2 separate regions of the Drosophila melanogaster genome follow, and region 1 is linked to region 2. The links are chromatin contacts, called in public Hi-C maps. All regions are on one chromosome and are shown on one strand. The core of a region is the stretch at or near the end of the contact, and the rest is flanking DNA. Distances in the headings are between cores, read along the strand shown. Region 1 holds the start of CycB3 (Cyclin B3). Region 2 holds the start of Wsck (wsck).

What was found. Hi-C and Micro-C count contacts between places; a contact is called where the count stands out from the background.
Region 1: a contact with region 2 is called in a Hi-C map of the Kc167 cell line, with 1.9 times the contacts expected there. The contact joins the promoter of CycB3 here to the promoter of Wsck in region 2. A contact is called at or near these places in 20 of 107 Hi-C or Micro-C datasets (the D17-c3 cell line, the Kc167 cell line, the ML-DmBG3-c2 cell line and 6 more) and 1 of 6 datasets of contacts at active chromatin or transcription factors (the Kc167 cell line).

Annotation. Positions count from the first base shown.
Region 1 is chr3R:24,867,997-24,873,316 of dm6, forward strand. It overlaps CycB3 (Cyclin B3), which reads right to left and starts at 2,820. Exons shown (of 1, transcript NM_001276005.1): 1 at 1-2,820. The coding sequence starts at 2,532. The coding sequence ends at 805. CG3744 reads right to left here. Exons shown (of 9, transcript NM_170177.3): 6 at 4,942-5,253; 7 at 4,658-4,880; 8 at 4,223-4,415; 9 at 3,206-4,157. The coding sequence ends at 3,956.
Region 2 is chr3R:24,627,044-24,632,125 of dm6, forward strand. It overlaps Wsck (wsck), which reads right to left and starts at 3,032. Exons shown (of 3, transcript NM_170155.2): 1 at 2,092-3,032; 2 at 1,673-2,029; 3 at 23-1,619. The coding sequence starts at 2,823. The coding sequence ends at 333. It overlaps atl (atlastin), which reads left to right. Exons shown (of 5, transcript NM_143017.3): 2 at 4,740-5,048. The coding sequence starts at 4,854.

The DNA.
Region 1 (5,320 bases), core at 1,570-4,069, 240 kb after region 2:
CATACATAACTAGTTACTTCAACAATGCAACGTTATCAACCATCCATGGATAAACGAGGTGAACTGAGGCAGGGCGGGGCGGGGCGGTATGATCAGGAACTGGGAAGTTGATGGTGAGCGTCCTTCGAGGGGCGGGAATGTGAGCGCAAGGAGGGGAGTCCATGAACGACTTAACAAATAACAGCATTAATAACGACGACAGGAACAGATGCACATGGCGTACATGGCGTGCACGGGACGAGGGTTGATCGCAGCGCATTTCCAGGTTGTACGGGACACACGTGCCTTTCATAGTCGCTTCGTATCCTTGCGTTTGTGTATCTGTGTAGAATAAGTTAGTGGGGATCCGTGTCTGCTTTGGTGGCTTACGAGTTAGGTTTATTTAATGCTGGCATCTCTTAAGACTAACGTACATATTAAAACATGAATCGTTTTGGGATTTTTTGGGTGGGGGTGCTAAAGATAATGTCGCCTTTCGAGTTTAGATTGATTGTGTTCGGCTACGTATGCGGTATGTGGGAAAATTAAACAATAATACATGGCAAAAAGAAACAAAAGCACTCTTAACATAATATTTATGCAAAAAACATGTCAATAATGCGAAGGTCACAATAATAATTAAAATATAATAAATTGCGAGGACTTGACGGGAACACTAGGTAAGGGGTAAAATCAGGGGTTTTTAGATTAAGGCGGGGATCCGCTGTTTCGTCGGGATGGGGCTAATATTGGGAATAGAAGCGTCTTAGAGCCTAAGTGAAGCGTATCGTATCATGTTGAATTTGGCTAAACTTTGAGGCTGTCCTACGACAGATTGCTTTCGTTCAGGTCAAGGTTGCCCTGGAAGAGCTCCTGGTTCGTCAGCAGCGGCACCTTGGCCACCTCGTGGAATATTTTGTGCGAGTACTTGTTCCGTATCGTCTTGATGGTGGCCCGTGGCTTGCGATGCAGTCCTGCATTGAGCGCGGTCACAATTTCAGCAAAGTCCGCCAATTGATAGCCGGTGTAGTAGATAAGCGTCGATGTCCACGTCTGCTTGTCCAGCTGCCCCGGACCGCCGTGCATACGCAGTGCCATGAACAGTGCGGCCGAAGCCATCTGCGAGTCACTGAACGAAATATTGGCGTAATCCATGAGCGACAATTCCAGGATGTATCGAGCCAGGGTCAGCGTGGGCATAGGCACCTTGGCGCATCGGGCATAGCGGCGCAGGAAACGGTACGAGAGCGGGATGCCCAGATCGTACTTGATAACGCGCAGCGTCTCCCGCTCCATTCGCACCAGCTCGTCGTGATTATAAGCACCATCGCAGATATACAAAAAATCCTCTATAAGCGGCGGCTGTCGCTCATCGTACTTGCAGGCAATAAAGAAGGCAGCGGCGCCCAGAAGTTGCAGCTTCTCTTTGTTGATCACCTCGCGGCAGAGATACAGATCGACGATCTTAACCGCTAGGTACAGAGTCTCGTGGTTCAGCTCGAACGTTTCCTGCACCTCCACCATCCAGTCGACCAACAGGGTGCGCATCCAGGTGGTCAGATGGATCTGCCTGGGCATATAGTCGGCAATGGGGAATTCCGCTTCGCGCACTTTGAGGTAGTTGAATATATCCATGGCGTAGTGGGACACCTGGAAGGGATCGTCCCAGTTCTTGCGGTCGAAGTCCTCTACTTCCTCGGGCACTGGCGGAATGGGCACCACCTGGCTTGGAGCAGTCTCTGGGAGTGTCAGCAACAGCGGCTGTGGCTGCTGCTCAGTCTTTTGCTGCAACTTGGCGGAGCGACGTCGCGCCGCCTCAAAGTTTCCAGACAGCCGCATGGAGTCGCAACTGGAGACATCCTCCAGCGCGGACATGTACAGGCTGTCCTCAGTCTTGTTGAAGTCATTGGAGATCCGACGAACTGGCTTGACGGCGGCAACCTGGGGAGCAGCCAGATTGTGCGTGGGCGGCAGTAAAACGGGAATCTGCATAGGATTTGGCATGGCCGGTAGCTGAACCTCCCCCAAAACGGTCTTTTTTGCGGCAGGCACTGCCTTGGGGCGCGGTTTGGGCCTGGCCAACGCCTCTTCCAGCTTATCGAGCACTTTGTGGCAGTTCTCCACCGAATCCTCCACTTTACTGGAGGCGCGCGTAGTCATCTTACTGGCGCCAAAGACATTTACGCTGAGATTCTCCTGTTTCTTAGCATCCATCAGGGCCTGCAGCTGCTGGGCCGTTGGCTTTTTGCCCACGCCCGACTGCTCCTCATCCTGTGCCGGATGCAGTGTCATGATCTTAACATTGTTGGTCAGGTTACCCAGCGCCGAGCGCTTGATTTTGTCATTTTTAATTGGACTGTGGTCGGCCTTGCGTTTGGCGCGCGTCTGCATATTCTCCACATTCGGATCGATGTTTCCCGTGGCAGCCGCCCTCCGAGTCAGTCCCTTCCTAGTGGCAGCTCCCAGGGCTCCCAGGATGGGATTCACTGCCTGCTGCAGCTGATGATGCCCGCTTGTGATGGCCGCGCGCGTTGTTGCTTTTGTGGGCGCCATTTTGAATGCGTGTTTGCGTGTGAGCGCACTCGTCGTTTGTTGTTTGTGTTCTTGTGCGCGGCGCCTGGAGTCCTCGTCTCCTCCACTTCCACTTGGTTTCAGCAAGATCCTCGCTAGCGGATTCCTTGCAGAATGTGGTCTTTGTGTTGGCTAGAACTTGAGTCGTTCGCTACTGCCGATATTGTCGACTCGATCAAGCCTAGACATTCACACAAACTCACAATATAATTCCGGATCGAGTTTTGTGGAGTTATGGCGCTTGGCCGGAGGGATAGAGAGCACTGAGTAAAAAATCAAAAAAACACCGCCAGATGCCAGATGCAGATGCGGCCTGCAGTGTGACCGTACCGCGGCGTTCGGTCGCCTAACGGAAATCGACTGGAATACACCTCTGTGGTGAAGGTAGGCATTGGGGGTAGTCTTCCAGAGCGCGGCTAATTTAAATGTCTGAAGTTCAAAACATGTGAATTGAACTATTTGGGCAGTTTGCTTAAATATGCAATTGCAAATTTATGGAACTAAGAAACTCATCAAAGTAGCCTCGAGCAGCTGACAGAAAGGAATTTGTTTAAATATATTTATTTAATTAATTGAACAGTGCCCAAAAATCCCCATCAATCCAAACAAGAGAGAAAAGTAAAACACCTGCTTTTACACACAACTGTTTATTTAAATGTTAAACAAAATATATGTATATATACGTTTGCTTGTATCAGTTGTAAAACTAATGATTATATATAGGCATAATTAATATTAAATTTAATTCAGTTTTTGTTGCTTCAGCCAAACGCGGGTTTCTAAGAACTCAATCAAGTATGCATACGACTTGCGTCAGGTTTATCGAAGAGATATATAATATATATATATATATATATATATATGCATGCGTAGAACTAACATTAATTGATGGCCTGCCCCAAAGGCATGACAAGTTTAAGGTTTTTTTTTTCCGTTTCTGTGGAAAACACGCATACAGTCACTCATACTCGTACATACGCACTAAAACACAACTTATAATTACTGATAGGAAAAATGTACATTTGCGGATATCAAACACAATTAAAACATAGTTAAGAGTATATGACGTGTGTTGTAGAACATTAAGTATAAATTAATTACAATAAGCTGCTTGGTCTTGATCTGAAGTCTAATATTGGGTGGCAGGTAAACTTTCATTCATTCAACTTTCCATTATACTTACAACTGCGTACGTTTATAAATTAAGTATGCTAAAAATATGATACAAATTTCGTTTTCTCTCATTTTCTTTATCGAATAAAAACAATAGTTCGAACAACAAAAATTCAAATAAAAACAAAGACAATGATGTAAAAAACTATTGCAAAGGGACGAGGGCGTGGGGCGGGTCTAGTTTTACTGCCTAAGCAGGCGATCTTGTTTCGGCTGTTGACATTTACGAATCTCATAAGTTTTGCAAGAATGACAGTAATTTAGTTTCGTAGTTTTTATTCGATTCCAGATTACGCAACGAATGCCGCTCCTCGGGGAACAGATGCACCTCGTACGGCTTGTTTGCCTTGTTCAAAGCACTGATCAGACGCGAGGTGTGGCAGAAGTGCACGTTCTCGTCGATCAGGCCGTGTATGAGCAGCAGGCGTTTGTCCCTGAACAAAAGAAAACATGAATGTTTCGAAAATTTGACAATTTAAGAACCAGCTTAAGAACTCACTCTTCGGGAAAAGAGTTTACGTATTCGAGCACCGAACCGGCTGAGTAACCGGCCTCGTTATTTTGCGGCATATCCATGTATCGTTCCGTGTAGCCCGTATCGTAATACTCCCAGTTGGTGACCGGCGCTCCGGCAATGGCCACTTTAAAGATTTTCGGATACTGAACCAGGCCCATCAGGCTAAGATAGCCCCCTGTTGAAATGACAACCATATGGAAATTATTGCAATGCCTTTACCTTTACCCAGTTCCCTCAATTGAAAGTAACCATTATAGTGCATTAATTTAACGTTCATAAACCGATAAGGCATCTTCATTCTGTCTGTGTACTTGCAAGTTCAGAATGACTTGCTTGTTGATTAGATTAAATAGTATGCAGAGTTGTGGGAAATACCCCACTATAACAATGTCAATCACCTATCTCGAGATAACTTACCGTATGACCACCCGTGAATGGCCACGCGATCCATGTCAATGTAGCCCAACTGGTCAGACAAGCTCCGCAGCGCATCCACCTGATCCGTCAGCTCCACCTGACCCATCCGACCACGGATGTGACTTTCGAATCGCTTGCCTCGATGCCGCGATCCTCGAGAGTCGATGCAGATGACACAATATCCCTGCGCGGCCAGCATATGCATCCGCAATTGATGTTTTCCCTAAGAAAATACAGAATTACATCGAAGTTAGACAAAGAACTCTGTATTTTGTGAAACCTACCTTAAATGTGTTGTTCACGGTCTGCACCTCGGGTCCTCCGTAAACATTGAGCACCGTGGGATACTTGACACCCAACTCAAAATTGTGCGGCTTGAAAACCATGGCATACACGATATCTCCCGACGGCAACTGCGGCGAGAAAATTTGCGGACAGTACTGCGGCTCCGGCTTTCCGCCTTCGTGGAGATAGCCAACAAGTGAAATCTGAATGCCGTTGACTCCACCGTTCGAGCATGTCTGGTTAACGCGCATCACCTTGCAACTGGGCAGCCGCTGTATGTTGCAGTAAACGAGCAGCATCAACTTGCATTGCTGTGAGAAAATTGGGAAAAGATCGTTAAAATGCTAAATTATAGCATACTTATTTGGGCACAATATT
Region 2 (5,082 bases), core at 1,782-4,281:
AGCAATTAACTACCTTATAGATCTGATAAGCTCTGGCATAGAACACTCTTTTATTTGTAGGAAGTTTGTGCGTATTAACAATAAACATCGAATTGTGTTTCATAAATGCTCACTTCTAATATTATATGGATAATAACAATTTATGAGCTTTATTAAATCAATGTGTAAATTCTAAAACAAATTATTTTCTCTTCAGAACACTGAAAGTGAACTCATCTAAAATCGAAATGAAGTGATGTTTTCTCTTAGCAGCAGTGACTCAGAACCGAAATCTACTCTATGCGAATGTGGTCTCTCGCTGACTAAAGCTAATTATACTATTCGGCTGCACCTCAGCCCATCGTAGCAACGGCTTCCAGTTGCGGCAGGTACGGAGGCAGGGTGTCTAGTCCGCCGGCCACTCGATCAAAGCTGAGGGCATGACGCGGTGAGGTCATCAGCTGACGTACTCCGAAGGCCACGTCCTCACAGCTGCTCCGCTCGCTCGGCTCCAGCTGCCAGCAGTTGAGCAGCAGCTGGTAGAGATCCCCGTAGACGTAGGCTGGCTGCGCCGGACGCACTGCAGCCCGAATGGCCTCTAGAAGCTGTTGGTTACTTGCCACTGCATTGGCATAGGGAGTACCGCCAAGGGCACAGCATTCCCACGCCACGCAGGCCAGGGACCAGACATCAGAACGGGTGGAATGGTGATGCTGATGGCGCAGCACCTCCGGGGCCAGCCACCGGTTGTGGTCTGGCTGCTGGCGAGCAATGTTCATGTAGGGCAGCGGTCCAAAGACGCTCAGTTTTAGCTTGAAATCGCTGGTAACGAAGACGCTGTGCGAGCAGAGCTGTCGATGCACCACCTGGCAGCTGGATAGATAATTCATGGCACTGGCAAGCTCGTAGATCCACTGCAGCACTAGCTGCTCAGAGAGGGAAGTCAAGCGTGGCGACGGTGCCATCAGGCGACTCTCCACCAGTTTTCTCTTTAGACTCATGCGTTGCTGCTCGAAGATTAGGTAGAACCAATCGGGACTTGCTGATACTCCATAGAAATCTAGCAAATGCTCCTGGCGCTTCAATTGAGACAACTGACGTAGTTCTCTCAGCAACTGTGCCTGTGTAGTACCATTCAGATCGTCCAGACAGAGCACGTGCAGGGTGCAATCTCTGGCAAAATCGTTTGTGGAAACCTTTCCGGTTATAATCTCACCAAAGCGTCCGTCTCCGATCACATCGTTCACATTTAGTCGTAGTGCATTCCTTGGTATCCGTTCGTATCCTTCCACCAACTGTTGCAACTGCTGCTTGAAGTTTTCCGGCGAGTGTGGCAGTGGATCGTCCTCCACAAGGTATCCGTTATTTTCCCGCTCGATTATGGGCGTTTGCAGCGTCATCTCGTGCGTATTGCCACCAGTCAATCGTCGCCCGCGGCAGGTCTTGTAGCGCAGATAGAAGTAGGCAATAAGACTGAGCAGGAGGCAGGAGCCGAAGATCACACAGGTGACAGCTAGGGCAACCACCGAGGATTGACCCTTCTCAAAGGTGGCGTAACTAAAGTCGTCTAGGGATGTCACATGCTGGTCGTGAGTTCCACGACTGTACATCGTCTTGGTAACGCCCTCCAGTGTGCTCACCTAGAATATAAATAGTTACAGAGATATTCATTCGAATTTAATGCATTACTCACCAATCCGAGACTGATGTGGACATGTGCATCTGGTTGATCCAACGGCTTATTGGTAAATCGTCCGTAACGCTTGCCATCGCCGACCACAAAGCGCCGGGTGCGATTGTCCTCCGGTCGATCGTAGTCCAATTCGGCGGCTATGTAGTAGGGCACTCCATCTTGTTGAGCCTGCTGCCAGCTGCCCAGGAGCTGGGCATCGAATGGCTGACTCAGGGCGTTGTCCACGTATTCCACGATGACGAGCAGTTTGCTCAGCGGTCCATTGTCATTCCGAATGGGCGACAACTCGATGGTTACAGTGCGGTCAGTCCGGCTGAGGATTTTCGGCTGTGCTGGCACGGGACTTGGAAGGCCCACCTGAAATTTGGAGTAGTAATGTTATTGGTTAGGATTCTCGTTAGAATTCAAGCATTACCAACCTCCGTGGTGGCTTCTATCGAGGCCTGTCCGCATTCAGATTGACCTACTTGGGCATCCTTGCACATGGCTCTCACGGATATGTTGTACAGCGTGGCGGGATGCAAGTCTGTGAGTTCAAACTGCGTTTCCGTGCTCTGCACCATAAACTCAGGCTGCGGGAAGGCGGGCAACGAGGAGTAGGTCTTCAGGACCTGAGCTTTGATCAGGAAGTTGTCCAGTAGCTGGTTGGGAAGCACTGCCTCCGCGCCGCCGGCCAGGAGTAGTTTCCTCGCCTCGTACGCATTCCAGCTAAGGGTCAGGCTGTTCTCCGTTTTGTTCGAGATTCTTAGATGATGCGGACCCGGTTGTTTGGTCAGTATGGTGGAGTAGTACGAGTGCACACCAACTCCGCCACAATACTGCGCTTTGTTGGCCAGGCAGCGAGTGTTGCAGAGCTGTTCATCCTGTTGCTCCTGCGGCTCCAGGACATTTGCACAGAAGCACTTCTCGGAGGCCAGCACGGCATAGTGGTGACCCTGATGCTCGCAGATCTCGATGCAGGTCTGCGGTGTCTTGGCGTACACCGATTCATGGAGAAGATCCGTTCGTGCCGTGTAGCAACCAACGTAGTAGTAGGCAGGTGCTTCCTGGGGGACAGCTGCTCCTAGCGGAAGGCCCAAGCACATGGCCACGAGGCAGCTCGAAAGCCAAATCGGAATTGGGCGGTGTCCGCTGTGTGAACCGCATTCCATGGCTTGCAAATCTCGAATGAGCAGCTAAGCTCCTGCACGCCGGATGACTGATATCCGCCTGGGCTTTCTGTTGCTTCTTTGGGGGCTAGGACTGCCAATTAAACACTTTTCACGGGCAGCCAATTTAGGCAAATTAAAAACTTTTATTCTTTTTCCCCGCTCAACATTTTCCAAGCGCTTCTGCTGCTGCTTCTTCTTCCACTGCCGTTGTTGTTGCTCTCGGCAACCGTGTTTCCATTTCCAGTTGACTAATCGCTCTGCCGACGTCGACGCAGGCCGCACAACTGTTGCTGTTACTCTCCAACACCTTTGTTTACATCGCCCGCTAGTTGCAAAAGCTGCAAGTGTAAGTGGGACAACTGGTGTGTTGCGAAGATCGTCCGTATCTGGCGGCACCGCTCACACACCTGCTGGACAAGCCTGGTTCCAAACGGCATTGCCAGATGTGATTGTTATTTTGAATTTTAAATTCCCATTCAGCGCGCCAAAGTCTCGGACAACAGTTGGTCTTAATTAAGTGGCAATGTGTTAATTGGACAGACGCGATTTTGCTAACGTTGCAGCTGCCGCCGGACCAATTGCATTACCCACCTCCCTTCCACCACGGTGTCTATTCCTATTTTGCCATGTGGCGACGGCAAATGAGAGTTGATCGGAAAAGAGAGAGTACCGCTTCGCTCTCTTTTTGAGGTAGCCGATTCATTGGTGACTTGCGTGTTGTGCTTGCAGTTTGATTTGGTTGACGGTCGCGCTGGTCGTGTATTTATATTCATATTCCCATTCCGCATCCGAATCGGACTCAATTAGACGCAAGCATAACTTTTATGTGGCCTGTATAATCGGGAGTGTGGCATAATTCCCCACCGATCTCTTGTCTTAATGTGGTATGTTCTTCACTTGTTTTGGCTGCGTTTCTAATTAGAATTCAAGTGGTCAAACTGCGTAGCGCGACAAAAGTTGTCGACGTCATCACAACGCAGCTAACGAAATTAATTTTAATGTGTTCCCTTCCTACGGCTTACATACGAACAGTCAACTGTGCTGAATTCGTTTAACCCGATTTGGAAACCCTTTGAGTACACATTCGCCATTTGGTGTGATAAAACCCAAAAGGAACAAATGAATAAGTGATCGTGTTGCAAAAAAACAACACATCAATCAAGAACTTTAATAAGGTCAATAAAATCACCGAAAGACCGGTTTCCGATGAATTTCTTTCCAAGTTATTTTGAGTATCTGAAATAATTGAATATGTTTTCTCCATATGGGCTGTAAAATACACCGTGAAATCTGTTTTAATGTTGAAAGTTTAGTCAGTAGTAGTAGTAATAAACCGGTTTTCTTATCATTTAGTAGCCGTAGTTTCTAAAGTGACAATCAAAACCATATGCCTTTAAATTGTATACTTGTGTCTTCAGCCGAATCTGTTTAGTTTGTTCCTAAAAACAGTTGATTTTATAAGCAACAACTATAGTTTGAAAACCAGATTGCCATATGCTAATTGAATGGTAAGGTTGTATCTAAACATTGATTACTGATTGATTACACATCTACCAAGTACCATTCCTCGGATAGATTGGTACATACATACATATGTACATATATCCCACGCACCTGAACAATCCGCTTACATAGTGCCCCACTGCCCCTTCGGTTGACGTTGACATCTTCTGCGATCGGGGAGCAGCGCATGTTTGGGTTTATTTTTGGCCACCTCTCATAATTGCAGGCCTTTCTGTCCGTCGCTCGTGTCTCGTGGCTGTGCCAAATTTAAATGAACTCACGGCGCAGAGGCTTGCGCAATTAAATGTTGGCCTAGACTCGCAAATTTTCCCTTTGCCGGAAATGGAAAAATCGCTGAAAAACAGAGCAGACATTTTCTCCATACTTATCTAGCTGTCTGTTTATGCTTGCAGTTGACAGGTCGAAATCCAAAAGATTAATAAGAAAGAATTTCCCAACGGAGGCAAAAATAGCCGGTAAAACAGAGACAGCAAACGGAATAGCAGACAAGGATTCCAAACACCATAATGGGCGGATCGGCAGTGCAGGTGATCAACGCCTCCGAGGAGCACACATTTGTGCTCAACGAGGATGCGCTGAGTGAGGTCCTAATGCGGGATGAGGTCAAGGATCGGTTCGTCTGCGTTGTCTCCGTGGCTGGAGCCTTCCGAAAGGGCAAGAGCTTCCTGCTGGACTTTTTTCTGCGCTATATGTATTCAAAGGTGAGTCTTGAAATTGCTGCCACTGCAAGCATCT